Regions from separate parts of the Mus musculus genome. Here all the other regions are linked to region 1. The links are chromatin contacts, called in public ChIA-PET and Hi-C maps. All regions are on one chromosome and are shown on one strand. Each heading gives the region's core, a stretch centred on a gene start, on an enhancer-like site or on the middle of the called end of the contact. The rest is flanking DNA. Distances are from core to core; before and after follow the strand shown. Region 1 overlaps Mdga1 (MAM domain containing glycosylphosphatidylinositol anchor 1). Region 2 overlaps Btbd9 (BTB (POZ) domain containing 9). Region 3 has its middle 37 kb from the start of Gm36199.

Evidence for each region. ChIA-PET counts read pairs in DNA pulled down with a chosen protein or histone mark. A called contact is a pair of places that touch in the nucleus more often than the background predicts.
Region 2: a contact with region 1 is called in an SMC1A ChIA-PET map of the G1E-ER4 cell line, with 25 read pairs. The contact joins two enhancer-like sites. A contact is called at or near these places in 1 of 15 datasets of contacts at CTCF or cohesin (the G1E-ER4 cell line), 1 of 484 Hi-C or Micro-C datasets (the G1E-ER4 cell line) and 1 of 115 datasets of contacts at active chromatin or transcription factors (bone marrow-derived macrophages).
Region 3: a contact with region 1 is called in a Hi-C map of the G1E-ER4 cell line, with 6 times the contacts expected there. The contact joins two enhancer-like sites. A contact is called at or near these places in 2 of 484 Hi-C or Micro-C datasets (the G1E-ER4 cell line and embryonic stem cells) and 3 of 115 datasets of contacts at active chromatin or transcription factors (acute myeloid leukemia, astrocytes and embryonic stem cells).

Annotation. Positions count from the first base shown.
Region 1 is chr17:29,858,342-29,861,452 of GRCm38.p6, reverse strand. All of the region lies in intron 1 of Mdga1 (MAM domain containing glycosylphosphatidylinositol anchor 1), which reads left to right. Among named protein-coding and RNA genes, the nearest start is that of Mdga1, 29 kb to the left of the region's middle. Within about 2 kb of position 1,427, at least 38 of the 459 cell types and tissues checked have an H3K27ac peak or open chromatin away from gene starts, as enhancers often do. A contact at or near this core is called in the G1E-ER4 cell line, where this site is marked.
Region 2 is chr17:30,344,783-30,347,893 of GRCm38.p6, reverse strand. The region is part of intron 6 of Btbd9 (BTB (POZ) domain containing 9); the gene reads left to right. Among named protein-coding and RNA genes, the nearest start is that of Btbd9, 230 kb to the left of the region's middle. Within about 2 kb of position 1,438, at least 67 of the 459 cell types and tissues checked have an H3K27ac peak or open chromatin away from gene starts, as enhancers often do. A contact at or near this core is called in the G1E-ER4 cell line, where this site is marked.
Region 3 is chr17:29,396,658-29,399,768 of GRCm38.p6, reverse strand. No RefSeq gene overlaps it. Among named protein-coding and RNA genes, the nearest start is that of Gm36199, 37 kb to the left of the region's middle. Within about 2 kb of position 1,443, at least 179 of the 459 cell types and tissues checked have an H3K27ac peak or open chromatin away from gene starts, as enhancers often do. A contact at or near this core is called in the G1E-ER4 cell line, where this site is marked.

The sequences.
Region 1 (3,111 bases), core at 178-2,677:
ATGAAACCATGCGTTATAGACACGTCTGTGCCTGGGTTCTGTCAAGTCATGCCTGGGAGGATTGGCAGGGATGGCCTGGCCATTGTTCCTTTCTTTCACATTTGCTGAGGATGCGTTGTGTAAAAATACCAGCGTGAGCTGAGGAGATGGCTTAGGGGTGGGGATGGGGTAAAACCCAAGCCATGCATGGCTGAGTGCTCCAGTTGAATCCTTAGAACAATAGTGGACAATAGTGGACAATTTGGACACAATAGTGGGAGAGCATCATCCCAAGGTGCCCTTACTGGGAGAGGGGAGCAAAGACAGGAGAATTGCCACAAGTTCTATGTCCAACAGCCTGCAGTATATAGCTGATAGACACTGCCTGCTGTTCTGTTTGTTTGTTTATTTTTTTTAAAGATTTATTTATTTTATGTATGTGAGTACACTGTTGCTGTCTTCAGACACATCAGAAGAGGGCATGGGATCCCATTACAAATGGTTGTGAGCCACCATGTGGTTGCTGGGATTTGAACTCAGGACCTCGGAAGAGCAGTCGGTGCTCTTAACCTCTGAGCCATCTCTCCAGTCCCCCCTTTTTTGGTTGTTTTTGTTTTTGTTTTCAGACAGGGTCTCTTTGTATAGCCCTTGACTGACATAGAACTTACTATGTAGAGCAGGCTGGCCTCGAACTCACAAGGCTCTGCCTGCCTCTGCCTCCCCATTGCTCTATACAAGCACACACCATCACACTGGGTCCCCCTTTACCACTCTTGACAGCCTCACGACTTGATTATGAGGGGTTTTTGTTGTTGTTGTTGTTGTTGTTATAAGAAGAAAAGTCACTTAGATGATTTTGTTTTAAAGAAATGGTTTATTTGTAATTATGGGTATGTGTGGTGGTGGTGGGGCAAGTATATGCATGTGGATTCTGGGAACTGGACTCAGGCCCTCTGAAAAAGTAGTGCATGCTTTTAACCACGAAATATCTCCAGCCCCTTGGGAGATGCTTGGACCTGCTGTGTGATTGCCTTGAGAGCTCATTCTTGTTACATCCATCCCCAAGAGAACTATGGGACCGTGGGCCACACAGCTGTTTAGCATTCATAAGTGTGGCTCAGATCTCTTGCAGTGTACTCTACCATATGAGACTCAGATCTTCTTAGTAGCTAATGTTGGCCAAGGGAGATGGGCCATCCTAATGATGTCATCGGTGATGGCTGCTCCCTGCCCGCCTTCAGTGAGGAAGCTACAGGCTCTGCTTGTGACTGCTGGCCGGGGCCCCACACCTGGCCCAGGCTGGCTGTGCCCTGAGCGTGTGCAGCTTTGTAACTCTTTTCCGTCGTTCCTTATCAGCCACCAAAACCCCTGTCATTACAACACCGCTTTGCTGTGGGCAAGCCACAGCGTCCAAGATTATAGCTTATCTTCCATTGAAGCCTGTTCAACCGATGTCTTCCTTGTCAAGAGGCACCCCGGGCTTCCTGCAGACATCCATGCAGCCTCCTGGTCTTATCAGCAACCAGCATGCATGACATCTCTTGGTAGCTTGTTGCTTGATGAGGTTTCCTGGGGACCTGGGCCAAAGATATCTATCTCTTATGTGTACAGTTGACGGTTGCACATTTTTATGGCATGGTGACAGCGACAGGCCCGTTCCCTGGAGGACAGTGTGTGTTTTACACAGGCACCGCGCACACGCTGATTACAAAATCAATAGCAAGTTGAAAAGACCTCCGAGATCATCCATCCATTTTCCTCCTCTAGGTGGGGAAACAGGCTCAGAGAGGTGACTCCAATTGCCCAAAGACACACAGCTTATCTTTTAAATGTTGATCCTTGCTACAGAGACGTCAGCCTGGGCTGAATGAGATCCTCTTTCAAGTTCTTGACCTGCTGACTGATGGCCTCTGGGAATAGTGCTCTGGTTAGATCTGTCCCATCTGTGTTGATGGCGGGCACATCTTTTGAACCTGTGGCAATCCTGTTTTTCATTCATCATGTTCATACTCCCCACCATGTAAGTTCTAGGAGCTGGCTGCATCTCCATTTCAGAGACAGGTAAACTAAGGCCCAGACATCACCACCGTTCTTCTTGGATGACACTCAATGTGGGATTCACCTCTGGCCACTAGAATGGGTCTTCTTTGTGCTTTGAAGTCTGAGGCAAATGCAGCTCTTCCACAGAGCCTCCCAGGAGCCCCCGCAGCAGCTAATGCTTTCTGTTCCCAGGAATCCTTGTGAAATCACTCCTTCTCAACATGGGGTCTGGTGTAGGGGCCAAGATGAGGCCTATGTACCACCATCCTGTACACTCTGGATCCACACGCATGCGTGCACACACCTTCACATATGTACTCAAACACAGACACATCACATACACACACATATGCAAATTAAATTGAAAAAGCAGAGGCTGAGAGGGTAGAAGTGAGTATAGGCATGTGATCTGCTCATCTGATAGGTATGTGGCCTCAAGAGAAATTGAGGTAGGCAGCCAAGCAAAAATGGGGTTTAGGAAGTTTAGGCTTAGCCTGTCCCTAGGGGGAGCCCAAGAGCTAGAACAGCCATGGCCAGTCCTCCCTCTGTGTGTGTGTGTGTGTGTGTGTGTGTGTGTGTGTGTGTGTGTGTGAGAGAGAGAGAGAGAGAGAGAGAGAGAGAGAGAGAGAGAGAGAGAGAGAGAGAGATAGGAAATGGGTTACCCGAGCTCCTCCATGAGCCATTAGTAACAAAGGAGGATGGGCACAGTCGCCATATTGTGGAGCTGGGTGTAGCACCAGGAACACCCAAGACTTGGAGCTACCAAGACAGAGAAGCCAAGCTAACAGAGCAACTGGCTACCACCCAGCATTCAGTGTCATTGTGTAATTGTGGCCCAAGTCATGTCTGGCCACTGTCCTCAATAAGCCAATTAAAAAACAACGTAGGGCCGGGCATGGTGGCGCACACCTTTAATCCCAGCACTTGGGAGGCAGAGGCAGACGGATTTCTGAGTTCAAGGCCAGCTTGGTCTACAAAGTGAGTTCCAGGACAGCCAGGGCTATACAGAGAAACCCTGTCTCAAAAACAAAAACAAAAACAAAAACAAAAACAAAACGACGTAGGATGCAGAAAAGGGTTTACTCAATGTAG
Region 2 (3,111 bases), core at 189-2,688, 490 kb before region 1:
TGAGCAGTGTCCTGAGATGTGAGACTTGTCCTGACATACAAGGATGGTGGCCGTTATGTTTAACTGGACTGTACTGAGATGGACAGAGGCAACAGAGATTGAAAACATTGTGTCTGGCCTTACTCCTGTGTGACTCACTCCAGCCCAGGAGAACAGCCCGTCTAATGCTTTCCTTGGGCTTCCTGATCAAGTAGTTAAGGCAGTGGGTCCTGATGTACTCTCCCTGGGTTTTGCTCTCCCAGTATCCCACTCGGCATCCCACTTGGCATCCCAGAAGGTATCCTTGGCAGGCCAGGAGCTATTAGATCTTTGCATCCCTGCCCCGGGCCTCTGCCTCCTGCTGCTACAGCTGCTGCAGTAGGTATAATGATTAAAGAGGGTGTGACTGTGCGCTTCCGCCTCCTTTCGTGCTTACTTCCCACGGCTCTGCTTTGATGCAGCTGGCTGAGCTGGGGTATTTGGGAGCATCCAGAGGACCCACAGCTGAGTCTATCAGGTACCCTGCAGCAGCTGTTATCTGAGGCGGCAGCAACAAAGGAAGGGTGCATGGCAGATATGCAGGAAGAACACCAGACAGGTCTCTGCTCCAGAGGGTTGCAATCAGCCGGTGTACATGTGGAGCTGGTGATTGTGCTGGAGAGAGGCAAGGGGAGGAGATGGTGTTTTCCACAGTTATCAAGATAAACAGAGCGGCCGGGGCCATCTGTGCAGCTGTGGCAGTGTGCCGATGAGCTGAATTACTTTATCTTTACCCAGTGGGAATTAACACATCCCCCTTTCTACCCAGGGGAGAAAGACTGCGGCTAACAAAACTAGTCAGTCGTTTGAATCTTCCCGCAGAATGGTGATAATTTATAGGACTGTCTGGATGTCTCCTTGTTCGGACATTTAATTAGTGAAAATAACAGCCTAGAAGATGAAATGGCTCTGTTGGCTAAGACAAATATTTGAGGACCTGGTAGGAGGACTGGGGCTAAGAGGCTGGAGAGGCAGTTGGAAGGGAATGGATAAGGAATAGAATTGTAGCCCGAAGGCTGAAGTGGAGATGGAAATGGTCCTGCCTACCAGTTTTCAAGTGGCCACAGAAACTTGAAGGCTACAGGTCTCAGACTGCAAAAGGCCCTACAGGTCCTTGCTGGAACTCTGAATATCCAAAGAGATGGGCATTCCCTTATGACAGGTAGTGAAGGCTTTAGTGGTGGTCACACCGTGAACATACCTCAGTTCTCACACCCTTCAGAACAGAACCCTAGCAAAACACAAGCAAGGCTGTGTAGACATAAACCCTGATCATATGGAAAAGAGCAAACTGTGAAGCCCATGAACAAGTGCACCCTCAGAAAGGCACGAGGCACCTGCACAGCACCAACAGTGCACCGGGCAGGAAAGGGCTGAAGGGAGGAGGACCAGTGCCCACTTCCCCACTGCATACAACCTGACCGTTCTCCCCAGCCAGAGTGCAAAACTGGGAACTTAACTGATGAGGGCAAAATAAGAGCATGCTAAGCCAGGGGTGCACAGTTAAGAAGGGCCATACTTCAGGGGTGAACTCATCACTTGTAGAGACAGAACCCTGCATTGTTAATACCCTAACACACTCGCGCGCACACACACACACACCCATATGCACAGAGATGGGCAGTTTTGGGTCCAGCTTTATGACTTGCTTCCAGAACACTAGCATCTCGGTCCTTATCCTTCTTCCTTGCAGCGAGTTAGAGATCTCTCCCTAGTTAATCTGGCCAGCCCATGAGAAGGTAAGCTGAAGGACCTAAAAGGGGGCTTTTGCCCACAGTTGCCTGTTTCTGTTGTTTGTTTGCTTGTATATAGGGAAATGAAAACTTCAAAAAGCCATTGCCATCTTTAGAGAGATTAACAAACAACAGCAGTTTTATACCAAGAATGCCATGAGAAGGAAGAGTTAGAGAATAGGAAGTATTGTTAGAGAGTTGCTGTATTAAAGCGGAATCAGAATATCAGTAAGCAGCCTAGACACTGAGGTTGAACTCTCCAAGAAAGGAGATGAAACCAATGAAAAGACTTATGCTGAAGGGAAGGCATAAAAGTGCAGGTCAGGGTTCACAGGGTCTCATAAGGTTCTGGTAATCCAAACGTCAAGTGTCATTGAGAAAAGGCCCTGGGGAAGAAGTCAAGACTAACAATTGAAATTTTGTGCAATGTGTGGGTTTCTAGATGGCAAAACCCACCCCAGGCTCATCTTCATGTAATTTCTGAGAATGGGGCATCTAGACGTAATCCATGCGCTTCTAGAGCAGGCTGTGGTCAGATAGTACAATGGTCTTTCAGTACCAAAGCAGTTGACTGACAAAATGATACTCTTCTCAGAGCTCCCGAGGAAAACAGTTGGTAGTTTAAAGGCCCATACCACATACAATGGCAGCCAAACAGGAAGGCGTACTAGAAGGTGGCTCAAAGTCTGTAACTATTCATCTTCCAGAAACCATTTCTCAGGAAGCTTTTGGTAAGCGTGTGCTCCACCAAAGTCACAGAACAAAACTGCAGAGAGGAGGAGAGACATAAAAACGGCTGTGGGGTGGGGTGGGAGCTAGAGGGGGCCAGGCTTGGCTGTGCCTGGCCAGGAGACCTAGGAAGATAGCTTGAAAAGAAAGCAATTACTACATCTCCTTGATGCCTCAGGATGTTGAGAGCAGCACATCAGCTGAGCGAGAGCTACTGGAAGAAAGGGTTTATGTGGAGTTCCTAGAAAATTAAGCAAAGCAAAAATCCCTTGAGCCATGGTCCTTTGGTGGCACATGCCTGTCACCCTAGCTTTTGGTGAGATCAGGCACACAGATTCCTTCACAGTTGAGGCCAGCCTGAGATATGTGAGACCCTGTTCCAAACAAAGAAAAACAAAACAACCTAATCTCATTGCTAACTAGGAAGACCCTGTGCAGGAATTAGATGTGAATAACATTTACATAATCATAATGTAAACAGTAAGTATTGATCCAGCTGAAGGTACAATCTACATTGGGGGATGGGAATGGTACAGTTGGAGAGGGAAAGCTAAATCCTTGTCTGCTGCAGTAACATTGGTCGATAAAGCCTAAAACCAGAAGATCAAGAAATAGCATCAGAAGCCCGTTG
Region 3 (3,111 bases), core at 194-2,693, 460 kb after region 1:
ACATGAAACAGGACCTGAGCAACCTTGGCTTCCCAAGCAGAAGGGCAGCGCCGCATGCTTTGGTGTGCATCTGGGTGGCCTGTGCCGGGTGATTGCCGTGTGTGTGTGTGTGTGTGTGTGTGTGTGTGTGTGTGTGTGTGTGTGTATGTGGGTCCTTAAGTATCTTCCTTGTATTTCACAGGCAGGGTTTGGTACCATTCGGCACCTGCAAGCCGCCATCACTGCCCCTCCCACCCCCACGTCAACCTGTGCAACCTCTTCAGAAAGCAGTTTGTTTAAACACACCGAGTATTCACACCCCCATGCCCTTTGACCCAGTGAGTCCCTTTCTAGGAAGTTCCCTGGGGCGAGCCTTCTGAAATGCAAGGCAGCACTTAAGGCCTACAGCCCTTCCCTGGGGTTATTTAGAGAAGCTAAATAAATAAATAATGAGCCTGCAAGTCTGAAGCAGGAAGGGGTGTAAATCCCGCTGGCTGACGCTTTCTCCTATCTCGCTAGGGTCACTGTGTGGGCCTTCACCTTAGTTTTCCTATGTATCGTAATGTCAAAGGTCCATGCTCACTCTGCAATAGCAATTGGATTTAATGTCCCGTGCCAGGCAGACACATAGGCAGGGAAAAGCAAATGAACTTTATTAATGTTATCGCCAGGTATCGCACACGTGGGATCGCTGTAATTCCGGAGGCAGGAGCAGGAGGATGACAGGTTGGAGGGTCTCTTGATCTTTAGAGCAAATTCCAGGGCAGTCAGAGCTATGGAGTGAGACCTTGTCTCAAAAGTACCCCAAAAAAGGGCAAAAAGGGGCTGGCAAGATGGCTCAGCGGGTAAGGCAGGTAAGGCTTTTTGCCACCAAGCCCGAGTTCGATCCAACGAACAAACACCCCCGGGTATGTGCATGAAGGACTGCAGGTATGGCTGCTGGTTAGCATGCATGAAGTCCAGATGGCAGACCCCTTGCCAAGTGAACCCAGTATTGGTGGTGAATACGGATCCCAGCATTTAAGGTGTGGGCCAGAGGGTCGGAAGTCCCAAGCTAGTCTAATTACTGGGACTGTGTCTCAAAGAACCCCCAGCGAGTTTTGTTTACTGCAGGGGTTTAACCTCAGCCTTTTGAATACCAGGCACGCTCCCTGCCACGGAGCTACTGGCCCGGTCCTGAAGTGATTATTCACCAAACACTGGTTTGGGGTGTTAATATCACCTTTTTTCTTTTTCTTGTTCTTCTTCTTTTTTTAACTTTTCCGACTTGCACTGCGGCGCGCTGTATCGTCGGCCTTGCACTGTTTTTAATGATAATCTGTTTAAAGTCTAATATTGAAAAGGGAAAGGAAAGAGAAAGGAAACGTGAATTCCCAGAAGCAAAGGCCCAGGCTGATAGGGGGAACTGATCCACCCGCCCGTTCCAGGGAAACGCTGCAGCCACGTGGATCGAAGAGGCCGGCCATCTGCCTGGGCCCGCGCCTGGGTCCACCTCTTCCCTGCAGGGCCCGTAGGGGGCGGGGCTGGCCATGCTGACAGATGTGGCGGGAAAGGGTGATCGACCCTCCTCCATTTCCTTCCGCCCAGGCTCCTGGTGGAGGGGGGAGGTGTCTCCTCCCCAGGGACCCTTGCTGCCCTGGGGTGTGCCCATCTGTCTCCTTGGCCTCCATCCGCTCCTCGCTGGAGGCGACTGCTGTTTGCCTGGTGCAAAACCCTGGCTTTCCTGGGACTGTTAGCCTCCTGTGGTTCTCACCCGGGTCCGCCAGAATCACAGCAGCACCAGGGCCACCCAGGAACTGGATGGAAACACAAACGCACACACTCCACCCCAGATGCAGCCAACCTGCAGCTTGGGAGGTGAGGCTGCTCAGATGAAATCTAACAAGCCAGACAGCATCCCTCCCCCCACCCCGCCCCGCCCCCGTTTTAACTTAAAGAAAAAAGCTAAGATTATTTATGTGATTGTGTGTGTGTGTGTGTGTGTGTGTGCATGTGAACGACACACATGCCGGAGCTAATGGAGGTCAGAAGGTGTCAGATCCCTTGGGATTGGAGTTACAAGCTATTGTTAGTCACCACGTGGATACTGGGACCCAAACCAGAGTAGAAGTGCTTTTAAGTATAGACCAGCCTCTCCCTGAGCCTCTTTTTTGACTCTGGTTCTCATATAGCGCTGGCAGGTTTAGGAACTGATTGATGACTCTTAAGTCTGTCTCCAACTTCTGAGGGATACAGGACCATTCAAGAGTACCTACCCCACAATTGAATACCACAACCTCACTTTAGGGATTATCATGACCCTCTTTCATTAATAATAATAATAATAACAATCACAACAACAACAATACACAGACAGTAATTAAAAATACACACAAACAAGCAGAGCCAGCAATAGGATTCTGAGGCCATGCTCCTTAACCTCTGTGCCCAGAGCTGCCCAAAACTTAAGAGGTCCTGTTGGGTCCCCTCAGGTCTGGCTTTAGACTAACATGGCTTAATCGGCGTTTGGGATGGGAGGCACCAGACCCCTGGTTGTTTGATAGGAAAACCAGAATGGCCTGCCCTACCCCATCCTCCCACCTCCGTCCAGGAGCCCCCAAGCAGCCCAGATACCCTGTGGGCTCTGTGCCAGCTCAGTCCTCTCTATTCCTGACAGCAAGGGAGACTTTAAGGCTGGACCAGCCTGCAGCAGAGGCACACAGCACCACCTGCTGGCCAGAAAGTAGCACTGCTGGTGTCAAGGAACAACCGAAAGGACCCGGGAGACACCATACTCAGGAGGACTATGGCAGGTGCTCATGTCCACACGTGGCTGTCTGAGCCTGTGGGCAGGTGGCACTCTCAGTGCCAAGGCCTTGGAGACAGAACTACACTCTTCCCCTTATCTATGTATTTCCTCATCAGTATGGCGCTATGCCAGGCCCACACTGGGTGCCACCCGTGAGACTTCAGGCAAAATGATAGGTGATCTCAGGTTGGCATGAAATGGATTCTGGATGTAGCCAATCTCTCATTTGGGCTGACGCTAGAAATCTGTCTAGAAAAGATTTTTTTTTGTTTGTTTTGTTGTTGATTTTGATACATAGTCTCATGTGGCACAAACTACTAGGCTGGTGGCCAACTCTCCCTGTA